Linked DNA regions of Arachis hypogaea: region 1 is linked to region 2. The links are chromatin contacts, called in public Hi-C maps. All regions are on one chromosome and are shown on one strand. The core of a region is the stretch at or near the end of the contact, and the rest is flanking DNA. Distances in the headings are between cores, read along the strand shown.

Evidence for each region. Hi-C and Micro-C count contacts between places; a contact is called where the count stands out from the background.
Region 1: a contact with region 2 is called in a Hi-C map of leaf, with 5 times the contacts expected there. The contact joins the promoter of LOC112783210 here to the promoter of LOC112783274 in region 2. A contact is called at or near these places in 2 of 8 Hi-C or Micro-C datasets (both in leaf).

The regions. Positions count from the first base shown.
Region 1 is chr20:92,477,320-92,480,633 of arahy.Tifrunner.gnm2.J5K5, reverse strand. LOC112783210 reads right to left here and starts at 1,607. Exons shown (of 16, transcript XM_072229990.1): 1 at 1,064-1,607; 2 at 464-514; 3 at 151-381. The coding sequence starts at 1,210.
Region 2 is chr20:92,308,251-92,311,739 of arahy.Tifrunner.gnm2.J5K5, reverse strand. LOC112783274 (CDPK-related kinase 6) reads left to right here and starts at 2,005. Exons shown (of 11, transcript XM_025826152.2): 1 at 2,005-3,002. The coding sequence starts at 2,436.

The DNA.
Region 1 (3,314 bases), core at 358-2,857, 170 kb before region 2:
TGAAAACATGATTACAACAACGTTTTTTTTAACATTGAAAGAGCATTATTTAAATAAAAAAAAAATTGTGTAAGGATAACCTAAGCTCAAATTTGCAATGCATATACACTAGTATTAACACATAAGATACATGGATGTTTAAACTCGCACCTGAAGCTTACTGGCATTGTTAACATGTTCTTTGAGTTGAGCATCATAGGTGTTTCGTATTTCCATTATCTCAGTTCTAGCAATCATTTGAGCTTTCAGTTCGATCTCCATTTGCTGTAATTCCTGTCTTTGCCTTACAACACCATGAATCTGCTGCTGCAAAATATCATTGTCTATTGTTCCATCCACTGTTATCGAACAGAAATCGACATCAAGAGGCTCTCTTCCTTGCTGCACCTTGAAAAACAGGTGGAAATTATCTCCAAGTTCTTAACTCCTAAAATAAAAGCAGCTTCTAAAGTCATCACCTTACCTCATAAATGGTTCTCTCATCCGATTGCCCTACTTTTGAGTTGTCTAGCTCCTGCATGCCAAACATATGCCCATTATCAATCAAACAAATAACAAACAGTCAAAGTGATAAAAGTTCTCACACCACACACAACCATACGCAAAGAAGGCAATCAAGCCCAGCAATGGTGTTGACAAAAACCAAGACCAAAACCCAAACCCAGCATTCAGCACTGTCGCTATGTCAACCTTTAACAACATTGATATGAGACAACATTCTATCAGACATTAGAAACGTATAGGCCTTGTTCCCTCGATAACAAATAACATAATAAACAACTGAATATAAATAAGAACTAGAAGTCGAACATTCAAATATTTAGAACTTAGATGCTTCAAGTGCACTTGCCAAAACTAATGACCATGAAACACACCAAACAACATCTGTTTTCAGACTAAAAAAAAAGGACTACAGCATCAAAACACGTTGCCAAACCCTAGCAACAAAACAAACAAAAGGATGGAATCATCTTTTTTTTGGATTTAGAACAACGCTCATATTCCAGCATCATTCCCCTAAACCACAAACATAATGCGAGGTGTTGGCACACCACATCAGTACCTCGTCCTCAGGGTTTCTCGACGAATGATGGTGCTCGGAAACAGCACGCCATTCCTTGCGTGATGGAGGTGGCGGTAACTGGAGAGAGGCGCCGCGAGCAGCAGCGGCGGCGTTGGCGGCAGCGGCAACGGCAGCCGTGGCCTCCATTGAAGAAGAAATCGCGAGGGTGCCCCCACGTCTGCACCCTGCGGGTGACTCTCAGTCGAAGAAAAAAAATTGAAGAAAAAGGAGAAATCCCTAACCCTAGAATTTGAGAGATCGAAAAGAGAGCGAAAGAAAAAGTGAACGGAGAATGAATAGGGGAATTGAGAGAGAAGAAAGGGGGATTGAGAGGGTTTTGGAGGGACGAAGATGATTAAAGTGCGTTGAGCTAAACAACAGTGAGAGTCTTGTGTGTTTTCTTTTGCGTGATGAGAGTCAGAGAGTGGCACGATGATTGGCTGTGACGAATTTCGACCGGCACGGTGCCGATGCAATTTATAGGGATTTTCTCACTTCTTGCTTCTGCTTCCATCTGAACTCCCTCCCCCACGCTTTCCCTCTCGGGCGTGGATCATACGCTCTTACTTATTTGGGCCCTTTTCATTGGGCCAAGCCCCATTTCATTATCTGTAAGCTTAAGAACGGGCTTACAAGATTTCAGCCCAAACACAAAATAAAAAAGATTTCCAGAGCTTTTTGGCTTTTGGGTTGGGTCCATCATTTACACACAATATGAGCTACAAGTGTGCATGGACCAGATTGGGATTGGGTTTGATGAGACTTTAACTTGATCCGAATATTTCATCGGATTCATCCTAAACACCTAAAATCCAACCTTAAATTCAATATTCTAAAATCGAATTAGACAAGCCAGGATCGAGTTAGGAGAAAATGAGTTCTCTGACCGATTCAACTGAGCTTCAAAATTTTTTTAGGTTAACCACCAAAAATGTTTTCGAATTCTTTAAATACTGACATCTAAATTTTACTATCGACAAAAATGCTTTCAAATAATTTAAAAATGCGATAAAAATGCCCAACAATAAATATATATTTTCAAAAAATGTCTTAGAGATTGAATTTTGATGCAATTTTTTACAAACATGATAATAAAAATAAGATATTATTATCCATAAAATTTGGTGATTTTTTTAAGTATATATTTTTTTGTAATTTTTTGTTAACAACCAATAATACTTTTAAAAAATCACAATAAAATATATCCTTAGCAAAAAAATTATCAAATTTTAAGAATAATAATATTTTATTTTTTTAATCATTCTTACAAAAAATTGCATTAAAATTCAATCCCTAATGTATTTTTTGACAAATATATATTTAATATTAGATTTTTTGCAAGATTATCTAACATTAAATATGTATTTCTCAAAAAATACATTAGAGATTGAATTTTGATGCAAGTTTTTTGTAAGTAAAATTAAAAAAATAAAATATTATTATCCTTAGAATTTGGTGATTTTTTGTTAAGTATATATTTTTTATAATTTTTTTTGTTAACAACTAATAATACTTTTAAAAACTTACAAAAAAAGATATACTCAGCAAAAAAGTCACCAAATTTTAAGAATAATAATATTTCATTTTTCTAATCATTCTTGTAAAGAATAATATCAAAATTCAATTTCTAAGATATTTTTTGAAAATATATATTTACTGTTGAATATTTTTGTTGTATTTTTAAATTATTTGAAGACATTTTTGTCAATAATAAAATTCAGATGCATTTTTATTTGAATAATTCGAAAACATTTTTAGTGATTAACCCATTTTCTTATAAAAAAATCATTTAAAAAATCGGCTGAATCAACAGACCGGTTTTTAAACTCTCCAATTCACTACTCCCTTTTCAAAATGGCACCATTTTGAGGCCCAAAACAAAACCCAACAGTCAGCAGAACGACATAACCCCCTCCCCTTCATTCTCTCACAAGTCACAAAATTTTTAAGAAAAATGCTACTTGTACAATAAAATTCAGCCTTAATAACCGTCTTATGCCTCTTTTCAAAAACAACGGTTTATAAATAAAAAGAAATCTGAAATCCTTTTCTGAAAGAGGAACAGTTCAATTCTCAAAAACTCAAGAGCCTTTCAAAACGGTTTATCTGTGCTGAACTAAAATAGTCTTTCATATTTTATTCCAAACCAGAAACACAAAACCGAAATCAACCATCAGTTCATCTCATTCCAACCACGGCCCTAGGCCCAAACAATCCAACAACAACCAATTACCACAGTCCAACAGAGTCC
Region 2 (3,489 bases), core at 756-3,255:
TTTGTTAGGACTTCGTGCTACCATTTATTCTTTATATTTATTCTTTTTTTCATTTGATCTTTGATATTTGTCTATTTTATTTTACATTTGAGTCTTATATTGTACTTATACGGGACTATGTGCTTATTTGGGTGAGTTTTTAAGAAAAGATTTTTTTCGAATTATCTTTTTTTTAAAAATCTTATGAAAAAGTAAAAATAATTTTATATTTGGATATTTCATACAAAAAGATATTTTTATTTATCATTTATATTTGGGTTTAACAATATAAAAGTATTTTTTTATTTATTTATTACACAAAAAACATCTTTTTTTAAGAAAAAAAGATCTTTTAAAAAAAATATAAATTATAGCTTCTCAAAAAAGATGTTTTTTTAATTTTTCTAGTACTTTTATTTTTACTACTAAAAGTTTGCCAAACATACTAAAAAATAAAAAAAAAATTTTTCATTAAAAAAAATTATTTTTTTATCAAAATAATGGTGTCCAAACAAGCACAATATAATTTTGATTGATATCGTACTTTTAATTTATATATTTTAAAATATACATTAGAATATATTATATTTTTGTATGTTAATTTTATAATTTTATATATTATTTTATAAGAATTTAGTTATTTTGATTGAATTACGTTTTAATCTGTTGAATCTCTAAACTAATGAATTAGTAACTAAAATAATTCGGTAATCAATTTTAATTTTTAGAATCTTGATAAAAAAAATTAAACTCTTTTACACAATAATAAATTAAATAAGTCAACAAAATTCTTGTATACAAAATAATAACTAAAAAGCTTATCACTTGAATTTTGTTGTGGTCTACAAAACCTTAGTCTCTTTGACCAATAAAAATTTTTGTCTCTGCAATTTTTTTTTATAAAATTCATCTCTTAATTTTATAAATCTATTTTATCATAATCCATAATACCAAGATTAAGTAGATGTAATTTTGTAAAATTTAATTATTCTGTAATGAAAAAAAATACTAATTACCTATAATCCAATAATCTAATATCAAAAGAAAAAATAAGTATACTTGACCGGATCAATTTTACTAGTTTGATTTTGATGAATATGATTTTAACTTTTTCAGGTCGCTTGTATGAATGCATGGGCGTATGATTTATCATGTTCAAATTGGCAACCAAAAGGAAGACCAAATAAAACCCAAAATACAAAAAAGTATTACACAAAAATACAAAAGCTTACCGAAACATAACGTCAATGATTATGTGATGCCATTCGCCGAGAAGTTTCTGTTAAGCAACGAGTTCTCTTTTGTTCAATTGCAAAATCCTCGTATATTCTTCTGTACTCCAAAGACATTGACACAGTCTCCTCAACATTGTTATTCGCCAGCCCATGAAAAGTTACATGAAAAAAAAAAGTATTGACAATAAATTTCATTATTATATTATTTTTTAAAAAAATGCAATGGCATAAAAAGAGGGAGTTCATCTTTATCCTTAAACATTTTTAATTAAATAAAAAATAGTACATTCAGTATTAATTAAATCGATTTTAACTCTGTTTTATTTATATTAATTAAGATTTAAAAAGATAGCTAATTAGATTAATTTTTAATTATTTTAAAAATAAAAAATAAGAGTATAAATATGCTAATTTATCTTTTACTTCTAACAAAAAAAATTATCTTTTAAAAAATATTACACTTCTTATTTTTTACCCTTTTTTTATCAACAATATTAGAAAAGAGGACAAAGGATTCTTGGAAATAAAAAGTAAAAATTTAAAAACCATACAATATGCAATAGAAAGTTAAAAACACATTGAAATCCAAAAACACTAAAATATTGGTACAAGTTACGCGGTATGTGGTGTTTACATCGTTGTTACTTTAAATGGCCACAAAATCCAAAAGGAAAATCATATGGTTATCGACCCCAAATATATTTAGAACCAAAAAAATAATCATTGCAAGATGATTATAACAAATAGTAATATAATATTACAAAGATTAAAAATATGGATGATTATGAAATTTGTTGAGAAATATAAAATAGTCCCATTGGATTTATTAACTTTTAAGAGGAATTATAGGGAGGTGGTTCAATTCAAAACATAAGGAAAAGATCCAACCAACGTAACGAAGCAATTTACTTTCACCCAATAAATGAATACAGTTGGACTGTCTCCATATTAAGCTCAAATTAATTCTCTGACTTCAAAATAAAAAAAAAAAAATTAACTCTCACTTTCCCCCTTTTTTTTTTTTTTTTTTCATTCAATTTTCTCCTTTCTCTCCTTAGTTCTTTCTTCTTCCTTCTTATTAAACTCTTCTCTCTCTCTCGGTCTCTCTCTTTACTTCCTCTCTCTACAGTGTTTTTTTTCCTTCTTTTTTATTTTTTCTCAAATTCTCCGGCGACGTTTTTGGAGCTTCTGAGGCTTTGACTTTTCTCGCCGATCACCGCCATGGGCCATTGCTGCAGCAAGAGCATCGCTGTCGACAACGAGGGCGCCGCCGCCAATCACCACGTCAAACCGCCGCATGTCTCGCCGGCGCCGGTAGCAGTAGGGAACAACTCCGTGTCTGGCGTCAGCGATGCTTCGACGGCCACTCCCGGGAGGAGTACTCCGGCGAACTCTTTCTCGACAAGCCCCTTCACAAGTCCGCTTCCGCCGGGGGTGGCGTCGTCGCCGGCGGCGAAGACGCCAGGGCGAAAATTCCGTTGGCCGCTGCCTCCCCCGTCACCGGCGAAGCCGATTATGGCGGCACTGCTGCGGAGGCAGGGGAAGACGAAGCCAAAAGACGGTCCCATACCGGAGGAGCAAGGTGAAGGGGGTGGTGGCGGTGCCGGCGCAGAAGGTGGAGAGCGGTCCCTTGATAAGAGCTTTGGTTATTTTAAGAACTTTGGTGCGAAGTTCGAGCTAGGAAAGGAAGTGGGTCGAGGGCATTTTGGTCATACTTGCTGGGCTAAAGGGAAGAAGGGTGACCTTAAGGGTCAATCAGTTGCCGTTAAAATCATATCCAAAGCTAAGGTAAGAAGATTCTTGTTGGTGATTTCTTATGTATGTTGATCAGGTATAAATTGGGCTTTTGTCTTTGCTACTATGTTGAACTGTGAATTGTGAAGATCATTTGATACGGTTTTTCTTGGTGCTGGTTTCGTTGACTATTGGTCAATTTTTTATTAGCTCTTGAATTTTGTGACCCTTTTTTGCACTGTAATTAGGTGTTAGTAGTGTAGTGAAGATTTAGCGAAATTAGTGGTTACTTGTTCGTGAAATTTTGGAATTAAATTTTGCATTCAAGTTCTCTACTTGGAAAAATGATGTATGCCCCCTTATGGAATCTGCTGGTGTGTTTGTGTACTAAAGTTCGAAGTTTGCTTTTGGTTGTGGATGTAAACTAATAGCTGTTTTTGGCAGTTTCTAAGTCAGTGCTAGTACCACCAGAAGAGTATACAAAACTCAGAAGTATGAAATCTAAACAGTGCAGGATTTTATAATTTAATAATGCTAGCTA